Regions from separate parts of the Mus musculus genome. Here region 2 is linked to region 1. The links are chromatin contacts, called in public HiChIP or PLAC-seq maps. All regions are on one chromosome and are shown on one strand. The core of a region is the stretch at or near the end of the contact, and the rest is flanking DNA. Distances in the headings are between cores, read along the strand shown.

Region 1 (3,739 bases), core at 862-3,361:
GGGCTGCCCTCTAAATCTGGGCTGTGTGGTCACTTAAGGCCCACTGCTCAGTTCTAGAGTTAGGCTGAGCCCTGGAGAGATCCGGTGGCCAGAGAAGGAGGAGCTTCCTGGGGGTAGGAGGCCGACCTCAGCCAGGGTGTGGGCAGGGTCCTGCCACTGGTGGGCTCCTGGGAACAGCATCTGCTGGAAATGGGATGGTTCTCTGAGGGCTGAGTTCTCAGCTTCCCTTGTAGAAAGCAGGGCTCCCTTGCCAGTGACCTAACCTGAGGTTCTCCCCACAGGCCCTGAATGAAGCGTTGAAGCTTTTCAAGACGCATTCTCCTCAGACATCTGCCATGCTGTTCACGGTGGACAATGAGGCTGGCAAGATCACGTGCTTGTGCCAGGTTCCCCAGGTCAGAACTTCCCACAGTCCCAGTCTAAAAGCCTGCAAACCCGTATGCCAGTGGGAAACCCTGCCTGTGGCTCCTCAAGGAGGGCTTCTTCACAGCATTTGCCAAGACTGTTTGTGTGCACGCAGTCCTCACTAGAAACTGTTGATCTGTCTATCATTTGTCGCCTCCTGCGGCACCTTTACCCCTCGGGCTTTCTTTTGGTGAAAGACTTCACTCCTGGCTAATGCCTGGCTTTGCTCTCTGTCCTCACTTTGGCAGTAGCCATAGCTGCTCTCCTGTGCCAGCTATAGTGTTAGTCTGTGGTAGCATCACACATGATACAAATGGATGTTGGGGGCGCCTGCCATTCCCCCCTCAATCCCATTCTGACTACCATTTTCCCCTCCTATCTCCTAGAATGCAGCCAACCGGGGACTGAAAGCCAGCGAGTGGGTCCAGCAGGTTTCAGGCCTGATGGATGGTAAAGGCGGTGGCAAGGACATGTCCGCCCAGGCCACAGGCAAGAACGTGGGCTGCCTTCAGGAAGCACTGCAGCTGGCTACCTCCTTTGCCCAGCTCCGTCTGGGAGATGTGAAGAACTGATGGGAGGGAAGCCCTCTCGGGAAAGCAACTCGCCATCAACCAGACATGTCCGAAGGCGGGAATTCAGCCAGGAGCTCTCCTCCCGCCACGAAGACATTGGAGTCATGGGACCTCTCAGCAGCCCTGTCCGTCCTGATCCAGCGGTAATGGGAACACGCCTGGAGCTGTCCTGTGATTCATTGCCCCCCTCCATTACTGCTCTGAGCCCATTCATGTCAGCACCATCTGTCTAAAATCACTACCCAGGAATGCTTTTTAACGTCATGATCACATCTAGATGAGGTCACTCTGCCAGCCTGAGGCTTTAGGTCTGCAGAGGAAGGAAGCCTTTTCTCTGCAGAAAATAAAAAGGACCATGTGCAATACTTGGTGATGTCATGCGCTCTGCTTCTTGTCCTGAGGTGAGCCCTGGCTCCTGTATATCTGTTACGGTTCCAGCCTGTTTCTGGTTGATGGTATCACCGAATAGACTCCCAGACTCCTGAAAGTTCAGGAAATTCAATAGAAGGGTGGAGGAAAATAATTCTGAGTTGCTTCCAGTGGAGAACCACTGTTCTTAGTCTCTTAGGACAACCTCCACCATGCCTGTCCACATGCCTGTTTGAGGCTGCTGATATGAGGTCAGACAACTGATATAGGCAGTATGAACATGTAGGTGTGTCCTACTAACTGCCCCACCCCTACTGCTTTAACCTAAAGTAGGTTCAAGACCCTGGCCCAGCCCTAAAATGCAATTTGTATGAATCTACAAACAGCAGGGTCTGGAAGCAGAGATACTGTCTGCTTATGACAGTTCCTCAGAGTGTTAGAAATATCTAGTTGTACAAAGAGAGATACCGTCCATTTATTAAACAAGTGTTGAAGCAGCCAGAGGACTAATTGCACGAGTAAACAAAAACCTCTCACCTTGGGCAAGCTTATGTGAAACAGTCTGAATGCAAACTTCTAGGAATAACAACAGATCCGTTCCTTAGGACTAGCTAAAGTACCAGCATAGGAGTCCAGCTATACCTCGCCGTTCTTCCTCCACTCCGCTAGGTGGCAGCGCGCACACCTACCGCTCTCCCGATAGGCTCTGCGCGGGCGCGCATCTTTAAGCGAGCGGAAGAGCCGGGTGCGCAAGGGCAGCCCAGCAGGCGGAAGTAGCTCGCACGCCGGTAGCCGCCATGCCGGGAGACCATCGCCGCATCCGCGGGCCGGAGGAGTCTCAGCCGCCGCAGCTGTACGCGGCCGAAGACGACGAGACGCCCGCTGCTCGCGACCCGACGCGGCTCCGCCCGGTGTACGCGCGCGCCGGGCTGCTGAGCCAGGCCAAGGGCTCCGCCTACCTGGAGGCGGGCGGGACCAAGGTGCTGTGCGCCGTGTCCGGTCCGCGGCAGGCCGAGGGCGGCGAGCGCGGCAGCGGCCCTGCGGGAGCGGGCGGGGAAGCTCCCGCTGCCCTCCGGGGTCGCCTGCTCTGCGATTTCCGCCGCGCTCCCTTCTCCGGTCGCCGGCGTCGCGCGCCCCAGGGCGGCGGCGGGGAGGATCGCGAGCTGGGACTGGCGCTACAGGAGGCTCTGGAGCCCGCCGTGCGCCTGGGGCGCTACCCGCGTGCTCAGCTCGAGGTGTCGGCGCTGCTGCTGGAGGACGGCGGCTGTGCGCTGGCCGCGGCGCTCACCGCGGCCGCGCTCGCCCTGGCCGACGCGGGAGTGGAGATGTACGATCTGGTGGTGGGCTGCGGCCTGAGCCTCACCCCGGGACCCTCCCCGACCTGGCTGCTGGACCCCACGCGGCTGGAGGAGGAGCACTCCGCGGCCGGTCTCACGGTGGCCCTCATGCCTGTGCTCAATCAGGTGGCCGGGTTACTGGGCAGTGGGGAAGGCGGGCAGACTGAGAGTTGGACCGATGCTGTGCGCCTGGGCCTGGAGGGCTGCCAGCGCCTCTACCCAGTGCTGCAGCAGTGTTTGGTGCGGGCTGCCCGCCGGAGGGGTGCCGCCGCCCCACCCTGATTGGAAAAAACCGGAGCGACGAGGATTCGAGGACTGCTATCGCCCTTCTCTCCCTAAAGGACCAAGCGCTGATGGTCGCCTGACTCCGCAGAGCTGAGAAACGAAGAGTGGGGCAGTTGGGCGCACAGAACCAAAGCACTGGACAGCTCTGTTGGAAAGGTTTAAAAGGCCGTTGGAAACACGATCCAGTTGGAGAGATTTGAAAGCAGCCATACTCCCAAGTTGGAAAGGACTTGGGCTGGATTTACCTAGTAAATGAGATAAGGGGCTATGGTCTTGTAGGAGATGGACCCAGTGCAGGCCAGCCATTGGCTCCAATACATAATAAACTGATTCTTTTGAGAGGATGGACCAGGGGACTTTGCCTTCTCACTACTCAGAGTAAAACATAAAAACTATTTTATGACTGGAAATACATCTGTTGTGTTTTTTCTTGATACTAGAGTTAGAAACAATGCTGTTCTGAACTGGGTGTGTGTTGAGTCTGTGTTTTCAAGGGCTCCGAGTCATTACTGCCTTAAGTGTTCATATTAGCCCACTGTAACTAAGAAGGGGTGATGTGCTTTGTAGGAGAAACCTCGTGCCCTGGAGCATTGTCTGGGGCAGCTGCTGAGGTGATAAGTCTGAGGAGACTCCAGGACAGCCAGGGCTACACACAGAAACCCCTGTTTTTTGGGGGTGGGGGGAGGGAACTGGAGAGAGTTAAAAGAAGTTCTGGTGCCCCCCTATCCTTTCCTTTAGGACAAAATCATGTCTAGGAGTTGGGTAACTGAA
Region 2 (3,730 bases), core at 104-2,603, 570 kb after region 1:
CACCTGTAATGGCGGCCCCGGCCTGCGGTGTGAAGCAGCCTGCCGTCAGGCAGCACTACCTCCAGGTTAATCACGTTGTCCCGCATGGTTCCATAGCGCACAGCATTGGTGCCCGAGGCCCCGGTGGCTGCCATGCCACACAGAGAAGCATCTGCGCCTGGGTCTAGAGAATGAAATGCTGGAGAGGGCAACTGCAGAGGCCCTTTCCCTCTTGTGGGAAAGATGGGGCCCTGTGAAATCCCTCAGACCACGCCCCCAAGCCCTCGGTCAGGTACTCTGTGGTTAGTCCAAGGCCTACCAACAGGAAACCAAAGGCCACTGTCACGCAGGTGGGTATTGAGAGCTTTACGGGTGACTCCAGGCTCCACCACCACGGAGAAGTCTTCTGTATTCAGCTCCGTGATCTGGTCCATATGGGTCAGGTTGATGCACACTCCACCCTGGTAGCAAGGGAGTCAAAAACAGCTGCCCAACCTAGGTCTCTAGGCCCGAGGCAGCCCGCTAGAGCCCCATTTTATGGCTGAGGCCTGCAGCAACCATACCAAAGCTCTGGGATGGCAGGTGAAGAGAGCTGTAAATGTGTCCTGTATAATGGGACCAGACCCAGGGCACCCCCACTATACCTGCACAGCACAGACTCCCCCCTCAACACCGGTGCCTGTGCCAAATGGGATGATGGGAACACCTTGATTGTAGCACAGGCTTGCCACTCGGCTGACCTGGTCCACATTCTGAGGCCAAACCACAGCATCAGGAGGTTGACACCTAGAAGCAGGCAGGCCCAGAGGTTTGAAAAGGATGGAAGCTTCTCACCCTCTCTTATCCAGGAACCTGCAATGGTTTAAGGACCCAAGGACAGGGACCTCAGCAGATCAGGGCAGAGAGCACCTCTCCGTGTAAGGATGCCAGAACTCCAAACAGGTGACCAGAGAGACAGGGACCCTCAGTCCCTTCTGATACCTGTGCATCGATTCATCATGCCCGTGTTGCTCTCTGACTGCAGAAGCAGTGGACACGTGGGGGCTCCCTACAACTGCCTTCAGAGCCTCCACAAAGTCCTGGCTGAGTCCACCCTGCAGGGGAGAAAAGTGCGAGGGGGTCATCGGAAAGACAGTCGGAGGGAGCCACAGACCTGCCCTGTGGCCGGGTGGGAAGAATGAGGGGCTGGTCAACCTGCAAGGTGACGTCACTGAGCCCCGAGGACATTACGTCGGGCTCTCCACCCTCTGGGACCCCATCCACAAGTAGACTTATACCTGCGACCCCCTGGAGCAGAAACTCCTCCAGGGAGACAGCCTCTGGGTGGCCACCCGAAGGAGCATGGCCATAGCCAGACCGCAGCTAAGGGGAGAATAACTAGGCGGAGAGGAAGCCTTGCCAGCCTGCCTCTCGCTGTGCCCAATAGCTGCCCTGGGTGGAGCCTGCTTAAGGTGGAGCCGGTTTAAGGTGGCCTCTGCAGATCTGGAAAAGAAGGACAACAGCTACTTCACGTGTTACAAGTCAACTAACTGCTGCTCCCCGAAGAGCCCTCCAAACAAACATCGTGTACGGAGGCTTTCAAGTCCCACCGGGCACTCGGACTTTGTCTTCTACACTTCCAGCCTCTTCTTTGATCTCTAAGCTGCAGTTTTCCTTTCCATTCCAGAGCTCAGGCCGGCCTGCAACCTTGGCACATACACTGTGCCCTACTCCCTGAATCATCTCCTGACTCCCTGTCAGGCAGAGCCTTCCTCACCTTGCAAGCCTCAACAGCATGCCACAGAGTAGACTTGCCACCATGACCACGAAGAGGGAAACTCCAGAGGTCATTCTGGGACAGAGTGGGTAGCATAGTGCAGTGCCCAGAAAGGCCGCCTTGCAGAGGAGTGCTAAGGAAAAGCAGGGAAGGAGATTAATTCCAAGACCATCCTGTTGGTTCCAAACAACTCCCACAGCAATTCCAGAAGAGCCTTTGCTACCACCACTGAGCTAAACTACCTCCCAATGACTCTCTTCCTTCCGGTCAGGAATACAAACTCCTAATTTATTTAGTTTTTTTATCCAGCTTTATTGTGTCTGTGTGCATGATGGAGGAACATACGCGCCACAGTGCATGCGTAGAGATCAGAAAACAACTTCGTGGAGTTGGTGGTTCTCTCTTAATTCACCAACCACATTTGGATGAATATGTAAAAAGAGAAAATCATGCCAGCCAGGCCTTATGGTATGCACCTGTAAACCCACACAGAGAGTCTGAGTTAGGAGGAGGATGAGATGAAGCCAGCCTGAGCCATAACAAAAGAAAACAAAACAAGACAAAATGACAAATTTAGTTATAGGGAATGGGGTGGTGGAGAGATAGCATCAGAGTTAAGGGCACTGATTGCTCTTGCAGAGGACCCGGGTTCAATTCCTAGCACCCACATGGGATGACTCACAACCATCTGTAACTCAAATCCCAAGCAGGGAATCAAACACCCTCTTCTGGCCTCTGTGGGCCAAATACACAGGCAAAACACTCATACCTATAAACTAAAAAGAAATCCTTAAAATAGCAAATTTAGTTATAGATCTAATTGCTTTTATTTGCTCTTTTTGGATTGGGGCACCCTCCAAGACTACAGAATTGAACGAAACCCCCCAGCGGACAGTGGGTTCTCTAAAACAGGGACAACAGGAGGGGAGCTGATGGGTTGAAGTCAATCTGGCCTTCCTGGTAAGGTTAAAGCAGATGGGACACTCTGTCGATGTCGTGGTACACACAGCTCCAGTGTCACGGACTGAGCACTGTTACGTTTTGTTCTTATGAAACATCCCACACACTTCCCACTACCACCCTCCTTCTCAGGGATTCTCTCCTTACAATGACTCAGACTGGAATTTATAGTTTCTGGGAACCTTAGCCTGATGGGATCCTACATGTTTCCTTACAGTTTTGTTCGGATTGTGTGGCATTGAGCGCAAGTGACTCCATTTTGACTTGTGTATGAGTTTCTTTTCTCATACTGTGACAGAAAGAAGAAAAGAAAAGAAAAGAAAAGAAAAGAAAAGAAAAGAAAAGAAAAGAAAAGGGAGGGGAGGGGAAGGAGGGAGGGGGAAAGGGGGAAGGGAAGGGAAGGGAAAAGAGAAGAGAAGGGAGGAGAGGAGAGGGGAGGGGAGGGGAGGGGAAAGAGAGGAGAGGAAGAGAAGAGAAGAGAGGGGAGGGGGGAGGGGAGGGGAGGAGAAGAGAAGAGAAGAGAAGAGAAGAGAAGAGAAGAGAAGAGAAGAGAAGAGAAGAGAAGAGAAGAGAAGAGAAGAGAGAAGCTCTGCCGGGCGTGGTGGCGCACGCCTTTGATCCGAGCACTTGGGAGACAGAGGCAGGTGGATTTCTGAGTTCAAGGCCAGCCTGGTCTACAGAGTGAGTTCCAGGACAGCCAGGGCTATACAGAGAAACCCTGTCTCGAAAAAACAAACAAACAAACAAACAAAAAAAAAGCTCCCCACCTGACTGATAGCAGGCTTTTCCTTTTCCCATTATGAGATTTCCAGGGAAATTCCAGTTTCTTGTGGTCCATCATCAGGGACGTGTGGAGATCCAGAGGCCATGAGGAGGGAAACTCGAAGAGGTTCTTCCAGGGCACCGCACACTGTAACAACCCAGCCTACTCGAATTCTCTGATAGGCAGAGGTAGAGGCACAGATCGCCCTTTAGGACATCTTCATCCCTGCCAGGATGGCTCCATTCTCACTGTACTGGCTAGTTTTGTGTCAA

What was found. HiChIP or PLAC-seq counts read pairs in DNA pulled down with a chosen protein or histone mark.
Region 2: a FOXA1 HiChIP or PLAC-seq map of pancreatic cancer cells shows a contact between it and region 1. The contact joins the promoter of Ldhd here to the promoter of Exosc6 in region 1. A contact is called at or near these places in 3 of 39 promoter capture datasets (hippocampal neurons, liver and pre-B cells) and 3 of 115 datasets of contacts at active chromatin or transcription factors (memory CD8 T cells, microglia and pancreatic cancer cells).

Annotation. Positions count from the first base shown.
Region 1 is chr8:111,054,228-111,057,966 of GRCm38.p6, forward strand. Exosc6 (exosome component 6) reads left to right here and starts at 2,112. Exons shown (of 1, transcript NM_028274.4): 1 at 2,112-3,437. The coding sequence starts at 2,144. The coding sequence ends at 2,965. Aars (alanyl-tRNA synthetase) reads left to right here. Exons shown (of 21, transcript NM_146217.4): 20 at 282-395; 21 at 792-1,342. The coding sequence ends at 977.
Region 2 is chr8:111,628,983-111,632,712 of GRCm38.p6, forward strand. Ldhd (lactate dehydrogenase D) reads right to left here and starts at 1,354. Exons shown (of 11, transcript NM_027570.4): 1 at 1,257-1,354; 2 at 961-1,073; 3 at 624-765; 4 at 299-440; 5 at 4-163. The coding sequence starts at 1,328.